Linked DNA regions of Zea mays: region 1 is linked to region 2. A link is a contact called in public Hi-C data. All regions are on one chromosome and are shown on one strand. The core of a region is the stretch at or near the end of the contact, and the rest is flanking DNA. Distances in the headings are between cores, read along the strand shown. Region 1 holds the start of LOC100284729 (integral membrane protein DUF6 containing protein). Region 2 holds the start of LOC103643872 (phosphatidylinositol 4-phosphate 5-kinase 2).

Evidence for each region. A called contact is a pair of places that touch in the nucleus more often than the background predicts.
Region 1: a Hi-C map of bundle sheath shows a contact between it and region 2, with 2.6 times the contacts expected there. The contact joins the promoter of LOC100284729 here to the promoter of LOC103643872 in region 2. A contact is called at or near these places in 3 of 25 Hi-C or Micro-C datasets (bundle sheath, ear and tassel).

Annotation. Positions count from the first base shown.
Region 1 is chr1:272,631,880-272,635,828 of Zm-B73-REFERENCE-NAM-5.0, forward strand. LOC100284729 (integral membrane protein DUF6 containing protein) reads left to right here and starts at 2,020. Exons shown (of 8, transcript NR_182097.1): 1 at 2,020-2,593; 2 at 2,921-3,138; 3 at 3,278-3,350; 4 at 3,696-3,812; 5 at 3,917-3,949.
Region 2 is chr1:272,034,617-272,038,642 of Zm-B73-REFERENCE-NAM-5.0, forward strand. LOC103643872 (phosphatidylinositol 4-phosphate 5-kinase 2) reads right to left here and starts at 2,470. Exons shown (of 8, transcript XM_008667053.4): 1 at 1,099-2,470; 2 at 831-1,004; 3 at 564-729; 4 at 137-247; 5 at 1-60. The coding sequence starts at 2,042.

The DNA of each region.
Region 1 (3,949 bases), core at 770-3,269, 600 kb after region 2:
GGATCACCTATTCACCCCCCTCTAGGTGCTCTCAACGGGGACCTTCCCCCGAGGCCGAGGCCTGGGGTCGGGCGAGGCGGAGACCTTCCCCGAGGCCGGGGCTGAGGCCGAGGCCTGGGGTCGAGCGAGGCGGAGCTCCCTGTCGCGCCCGAGGCTAAACTCGGGGGAGGTCGAGACCTGCTGTCGTTAGTCTGGCCCTGGTGGTTGGCACAGTAGCCGGAGCGGGGTGAACAGTGTTGTTTTCCTGTTAGAACGGTCAGTAAAGGGGCGAAGTGACTGCGGTCACTTCGACCTTGTCGACTGAGGCGAGCGTGTCAGGATAAAGTGTCAGACGATCCCCACATTGAATGAGCATGCGATACGGTCGGTTGGTAGGGCGATCCGGCCGAGGTTGCTGCACGACAAAGTCTGCCCGAGCTGGGCTTCGGGCGAGCTGAGGGTGCGTCTGCTGACTGAGGGGACCCTCGGGCGAGGCGTGAATCCGTCCGGGACTACTGTCCTTGCCCGAGGCTGGGCTCGGATGAGGTCGCGTCCCCTAGTAGACGAGGCCTGCGCTTTATCAGTCGTTTATGGTTTGTTCTGAAGATGTTTTCCAACTGGATTAAGTAGCATTAGGGGTACCCCTAATTACGGTCCCCGACAATATGTTATACCTCCGTAAAATTTCATGATTTTTTGAGACTATTTATATATCTATTAATTTCTTGTCATAGAAAATCAATAAAATACAATTAAATCCATAAAATAATGTAGCGTCGATCGAAAATTGCAAATAAGTTATGAATACTAATAAATAGTCTCTACAAAGATAACCTTAAGTTCCCACGTAGAGATAACATTAATCCCCCACATAAAAATGATAAAGTATATTAGTTTAATATAAATTTGAACATTATTTTAATAATTTTGGCCTAAAGATATGTTTAAACAAAAAATTGATGTACTATAACGTTATAGATCTCTTCGAGCTCTACAATTTTCATATAAACTTTATCTTCATCCGATTTCATACGTAAAAGTTATGATGTTATAACTATACTATTATGCAGGAAATGAAAAAACGGGTACCCGAATTCCGGGTACCTGTATCCGACCTGACTATCTGAGTATTTACCGGGTAGTCCTCGCTCCGCATCCGACCTGAATCCGAAGCTTCAGTATCCGGGTATTTACCCGTATCCGTCCCGAATATAAAAATATTCGAATCCGTATCGAAAAATGAGTATTTGCAATATCCGTATCCGGTACCCGATGGGTATACCCGACCCGTTTTCACCCTAGCTCCGGCCAGATGCCCTCGCCGGAGGTATTATGGGCATGTTTGGTTCAACTTTTTTCTGACCAGCTTTTTTAAAAATCTGGCTGTGGGGAGAATCTGAGTATCATTACGATTAAGTGTGGAGAAAGATAAAGTTGTTCATAGGGCTCAGGATCTAGAAAGTGACGGATTTCTACTATTACAATGACTCAACCGATTATGTGTTTATGTTGATTTTGGATGGTTTTGCTCCAACAAATTTTATAGAAGCTGACTGAAAAGCTGAGTGTTTAGCAGTCCGCAACAGATTTTGGTGGTCAGAAGCTGTGTCTGTAATTTTTGGTTTGAAGATATACATGCACGCGCTAGATGTTAAAGAGTACTCTTCTACAAGATATTGCCTCGTAGCACGAGGATATCATGGCTGCCAGAGAAACTGTCATAACACAGCATGTGATGAAAACCACAGCGTGCAAAGCAAAGCAAAGCAAATCAAGCCATCTCGTCGACGCCCGAGCAATGACAGCTCGACAGGTGGGGGGGCTCCGCGAGGATCACATGCGCTGTACTCGGTAGCTCTCCGACGAGAGACGATTGCTCTGTTTCGCGGCCACGGCGACTCGCCGGCTCGGCCTCATCTGAACCCAGCAGACATATCGACGCGGGCGTTTTCGCTAGGAAACAAACCCGAGAGGTCTCTCCCAGCACCGGACGTGGCCAACCACCACAGCGCGCCCCCGCTCCACGCCTCCACAGAAAATAAAATCCCCAGCCGTCGTCGCCAAAGACAAGCTCTTCACCACAAACTGACAAACACGACCCAGGCCTTCTTCCTGCGAGTTTCATTTCATTTCATCCTACCTTACCTTTTTACTCCTCCAGTCCAGTCAGAGAACACCATAAGTGGCCGCTACACCTGCTCACTCCATTGCACCACTAGCAAGTAGCAACAGGAGCGCAGGCAGAACTAGAGCGGTCTTGGTATGGCTTCTTCCCTCGCGCCCGCGTCGTGGGCACTGCCGCTGCAGATGGTCGGGGCTGGGGCGGCAGCGGCGGGGCCTTCCTGCCGCGCGACGCTAGCCGTCGTCACGGAGCCCCGCTGGGCCGCGTCGCTGCGCCGGGCAAGGGTTCTCGTGGCGCTGGCGCCCCGGTGCGTGGCGCTCGACGGGCCCGGCGCCAGCGGCGAGGAGGAGGCGCCCAAGATCGAGGACGAGAGGAAGAAGAGCGGTGAGACGAAGAAGCCGGCGCGCGGCCGGCCGGTGTGGAGCCGGATCCTCTTCGCCTCCAAGAAGACACGAAGTATCATCATCCTCAACGCCCTCACGGTCATCTATGGTGTGCGAATACTTCCTTTGTTCTTAATCTCTCTCTCTCTCACACACACAGCCGCTCCAGTTCGTACTATATATGCTCAACTGCTCGGTCTCAAACTCTACTCTGCACGATTCTGGCATTGCTAATTAGGGTATTGAAAAAAATAGCAGTGCATCGCCTCTGTAATCTGTAGTGCTACTCCAAATACTCTTCATGCTAAAGTTCTTTCTCCGACCACTGTGATTGGTTGTGCTGTGGTTGGTATTAACAGTAAAATTGAGCCTTTTGTAGTTCACTTTTGATCCTTTTTTTTTATCCTGCCAGCAAGTGATATTCCGGTTTTGAAAGAGGTCGAAGCCCTGACAGAGCCTGCGGTCTTCAACATGGTGCGGTTCGTTGTTGCAGCCATCCCCTTCGTACCATTCGCGCTCCGTTCCTTCGGTGACCGCAGTGTACGCTACGCGGGACTGGAGCTGGGAGTCTGGGTTAGCTTAGCTTACCTTTCTCAAGCAATTGGATTGCTCTCATCTGATGCTGGCCGAGCATCCTTCATCACGGCCTTCACGGTAGATCCTGCTCCACGCCGTGTTCATTCTGAATTTTGGTGGTTTTGCTGAAATGGCCTGAACTGGCAAATGCTTCTGTTACTGTACAGGTCGTAGTTGTGCCTCTAATTGATGGTCTTCTTGGTGCTTCGATCCCCAGACTCACATGGTTCGGAGCCATCATGTCTCTGTTCGGAATTGGCCTGCTGGAATGTGGTGGATCTCCTCCCAGTGTAAGTAACAACTTTGTTTTTACTAAGTAGTTTATTGGCTGTAGTGAATAATAGCTTTCAGGATCTTACAGAATGGTTAAAGATCTCTGGCACAGTTTCTTGCTTTCCTGACTTCTGTCCAAAAGGTTCTTTATGCATGCAACAATAGTCACACTCCCATTGAGTCTTCAATCTTGCATTGACGATGATCAACCGAATTTCAAACATATAAAACTTCTGTTAAATCCTCAAAATCGATAGATTTCATTATTCCAAGTCTTTGGATATATTTATGAACTGCTTGCTTTGTGCCTTAAAAAGTAAATACGATACTGATTCCTTGAACTGCTTTCATTGTGTTCAAAGGTTGGCGATATTTTGAACTTCTTCAGTGCCGTGTTTTTCGGGATCCATATGCTTAGAACAGAACAAATATCAAGGAGTACGGACAAGAAGAAATTTTTAGCTCTTCTTGGCTTCGAGGTTGCGCGAACATATTCTCGTATCCCTTTATACTGCTATATATCTTACCCATTGCGACGGCGCAACGCCGTGGACACAATTTCACAAAATCTTCTATCATCCAGGTCCTTGTGGTTGCTTTCTCCTCCGTTCTCTGG
Region 2 (4,026 bases), core at 1,220-3,719:
AAAACGGCGATGAATCTGGTATTCAGAACAGAACAGATTACCCATGACAATGAATCGGACCTAGAAAAAAAGAAGTGTTAGAACTATGGCTGTTGTGAAAATTTGCGCTAAAAGAAAATTGTTTTAGATATCACACCTTCTGTCCATTATGGCGCTTCACACAGTGTACACCATAGAACCTCGTGATTAATGAGTTCTTGTATCGATCGACATGTTTGCAGTAGCTATTTAACATCTTAAGTAGCAGCTACAGCAACGAAATAGCAGGAAATTAGCCCCTCCGCAAAAGCAGGAGAAACAGGTTTCTTCTTGGCAACTAATTGTACTTGGTACTTTAGTAGCACTTTTTTAACATGTGTAGAACGACACATAACTAGGCATGGCAACATGGAGCTCGACAAGAAAAAAAACCATCTCCTCAATCTAATACCAATTCCACAATCCAATTTTAATAGAGAAAATGAAATTAAGTAACTAGCTACAATTCTAAGTACTTCAAAGTATGTATACAATTTCGTGCAGATAATTAGCATGTTCACATCAATGGAAAACAGAAACGCTACCTTGACTTCTGATTTCTTCACTGTCTTAATCATGAATTGGTCGTCTTGGGTAAGGTAAAAGAAGCTCCCGCTTTTCCCAGGCGAAGACAGCTCCCTCAGAGGATCATTGCCACAGATCGAAAGCATGTAATCCCCTGTATCCACAGCAAACAACTTCCTCAAATGCCTGCAATGCAGAATACGACACCAGAGTTAATTAATAGAGAAGATGTGCAGACGGCAGCACACACAGATGAAATGGTAGATCAGGAGTCGAAGACAAAAAACCTGAACACCATGGGGCAGTAGTCCTTCCAGCAGAAGTACCCAGTTGAATGCGGCAGTGTGGCCTTCGAACCCTCTGGTGGGAACTCTGTCCAGGACAAAGCATTTTCCCTTGGATCAAAATCTCCCTGTTCCAGTTCTCGCATCGGCACAGCCGAAGACTTCCCCACGGAATGCCTGCAGGATGCAGAACCATAATAAAACCTCCATTTGCACATCCTCTCCAAAAACCAGACCACATTGTGAGAACACGGAGCTACCAAAACCTCACATGATGCCTAATTGCAGCTGCAGCATAAGCTCGTAATTCTTGTGTCGCTTGGATATGGTCCGCCCGGGTCGTTTACTCTGCGGCGTGGTTGCCACCGCCGACGCCCAGCGTGGGACTCCGCTGGCTGATCGCATGTAAGTTGCTCCACCCGCGATAGCCGCGGCTTCCTTGAAGAGCATAGGCATAGACGCCTCGAGCGCGTCGACGATGTCGCAGGTAATGTCTCCAGCCTCGCCCTCCGACTCCCATATGCAGATCCGCGGGGTCGCCTTGTCCCCCACGCCCTCCACAGAAGACCTCCTACTCACAGCAACAGCACCAGGAGGCGCGAAGAAAGTGGCGCTCATGGCCGGCAGGTCTACCGAGCTCCCAGGCCAGGAGCCGCCGGTGGGCCACGTGAAGACCCCTGACCCTTTGGGCACGCCGTTCTCCCAGACGCCGTCGTAGCGGCTGCCATTGGCACAGATAAGCGCGCCGCGGCCGGAGAGCACCCCGGCGCGCCACTCCCCGATGTACTGGTTGCCGTTGGCCCAGACGTACCGGCCGTGGCCGTCCTGGAGGTTGCGGCGCCACTGGCCCTCGTAGCAGTCCCCGTTGGCGTAGGTCTTGTTGCCCAGGCCGTGGCGACGGTCCGCCACCCACGCGCCGCGGTAGGTGGCGCCGTCTGGGCCGACGAACACGCCCTGCCCGTCGATGCGGCCCCTGCGGAACTGCCCCTCGAACGTGGCGCCCGACGGCCACGAGAAGCGGCCCTTCCCGGACGCCTTGCCCCGCCGCCAGTTCCCCTCGTACATGCAGCCGTCGGCCCACACGTACCTGCCCTTCCCGTGCGGCGAGCCGCCGCGGTAGACGTCCCCGTTGAGCAGCGTCTTCTCCACCACCGCCGTCTCCTCGCCGCCAGCAGCGCTGCTGGCGGCGGTCATCGCCGGTGCCACCCGCCTCATCCCCCACGCGCACTCTCGCACTCAAGCCCGCGGCGTTGCAGTTGCAGACCGGAAGCTGCTAGGACTTGCGATTTGGTGGGACTCGGGATTTATGTTGCACTACCTCCTCTCCCTCTTCTCCCGAGCTTTGATCTGGGCTAGAGCGGTGCCAGTACTGGGCTACTACTACCAGTGCAGTGGCCACTAGTGTGCCAGGTGAAGTGGGTGGAGGAGGGAAGAGGATTATACAATGGAAGAGGAGCGAGAGGCCGAGGCCCGAGGGGGGTGGCTTTTACCTAGCTGTCCCAACAACATCTCGCTAAGATCAGCGCGGCTCCTCTGGCGTGCAACGAGCGGCTCGCCACGCGGAGTCGCGGATCTCCTGCGGCCAGTTCACATTTGGTGGTGGGGCCACGGGGGCACGAGTCACGAGTGGACCCGTCGTCGTCCGCGACGGTTTGGGGCAAAACCGGATTTTATGGTTGGGTTTCTTTATTTGGATATATGCATGGGCGTTTTATTTTTTTGGAGGGGAGGGGATGGTCATCGTCTCATCGAGACATGGACTGGTTGGGTTTGAGTCGAGACTGCGGAACAGTTCGAGACAGGCCACAACTCATTACCCCACCACGCTGCCGCCAGGGGCACTCTCCGCCCCTGTCAGAAAACGAAGGGACTCAAGCAAATGATGCGTATCCTTTTCATTCAATGATGGTGTGTATTTATACATAGTGAAATGACAGAAAACTTGTCCATTCGCTAAGGACGGTTTCCTCGTCGTAGGAGAGAGGGAGAGGGGTGCCTGTTCGGGAACATGATTTACATAAAGGAATATTATTAACACTAATCTTATTAACTAATGACCGTCGATCTTGTTAATCTCCACCTTTGATATTAAGTGTGTTTCCTCCTCCGGATTGCTGACGTGGACGAAATCATTTTTTCCTTAATACTCCCCCTTGATTGAGTCCATCAAATGAAAATCCTGCATTTAAAATTTCTACTATACCTCATATCACCTTACAAAAACCCTGTGGGAAAATTAAGAGTGATATGGTATACGCTTGTATTAATATTGTCTCATTAAAAACTTTATATGATAAAAACTCTTTGTGAGAGAAAAACCGCATAAAGAAAAGAGTGCAATATGATGTGAACTTGTTATGTATCGGTGAGAGTTACTCCCCCTGAATTTTGCAGATCTCTAAGTCTTCTCATACCTATACCTTCAACATATTTTGAAAATGTGGAGTACGGTAGGGACTTAATGAATAAATCTGCGAGATTGTCGCATGATTTAGTCTGCAATATATTTATTTCTCCATCCTTTTGTAATTCATGAGGGAAAAATAATTTTGGAGCTATATGCTTAGTGATATTGCTCTTAATATAACCAATTTCCATCTGAATAACACAAGCTGCATTATCTTCATAGATAATGGTAGGTGATTCTATAGAACCTATACCACAAGATTGTAGTATATGATTAATCATTCTACGAAGTCATACACATTCTTTGGAAGCTTCATATAAAGCAATTATTTCAGAATGATTTGTGGAAGTGGCTACCAAAGTTTGTTTGGTTGATTTCCAAGAGATAGTTGTTCCACCATATAAATAAACAAAGCCTGTTTGAGATCTGACATTATGAGGATCTGAAAGATAGCCAGCATCTGTATATCCAATTAAAGTCGAGTCTTGGCCTCTTTCGTAGAAAAGACCAAAATCTCTTGTACCATTGAGATATCTAAGGATATGTTTTACTCCTGTCCAATGACGTTTAGTAGGAGCAGCACTGTATCTTGCAAGTAGATTCACTGCAAATGCAATGTCCGGCCGGGTACTATTTGCTAAATACATAAGCGCACCAATTGCACTTAGATATGGGTAATTTGAACCCAAAATCTCTTCTTTCTCCTCTCTAGGTCGGAATGGGTCTTTCTCCATGTCAAGAGATCTCACAACCATAGGAGTTTTGGAGGGATATGAATTATCCATATTAAAC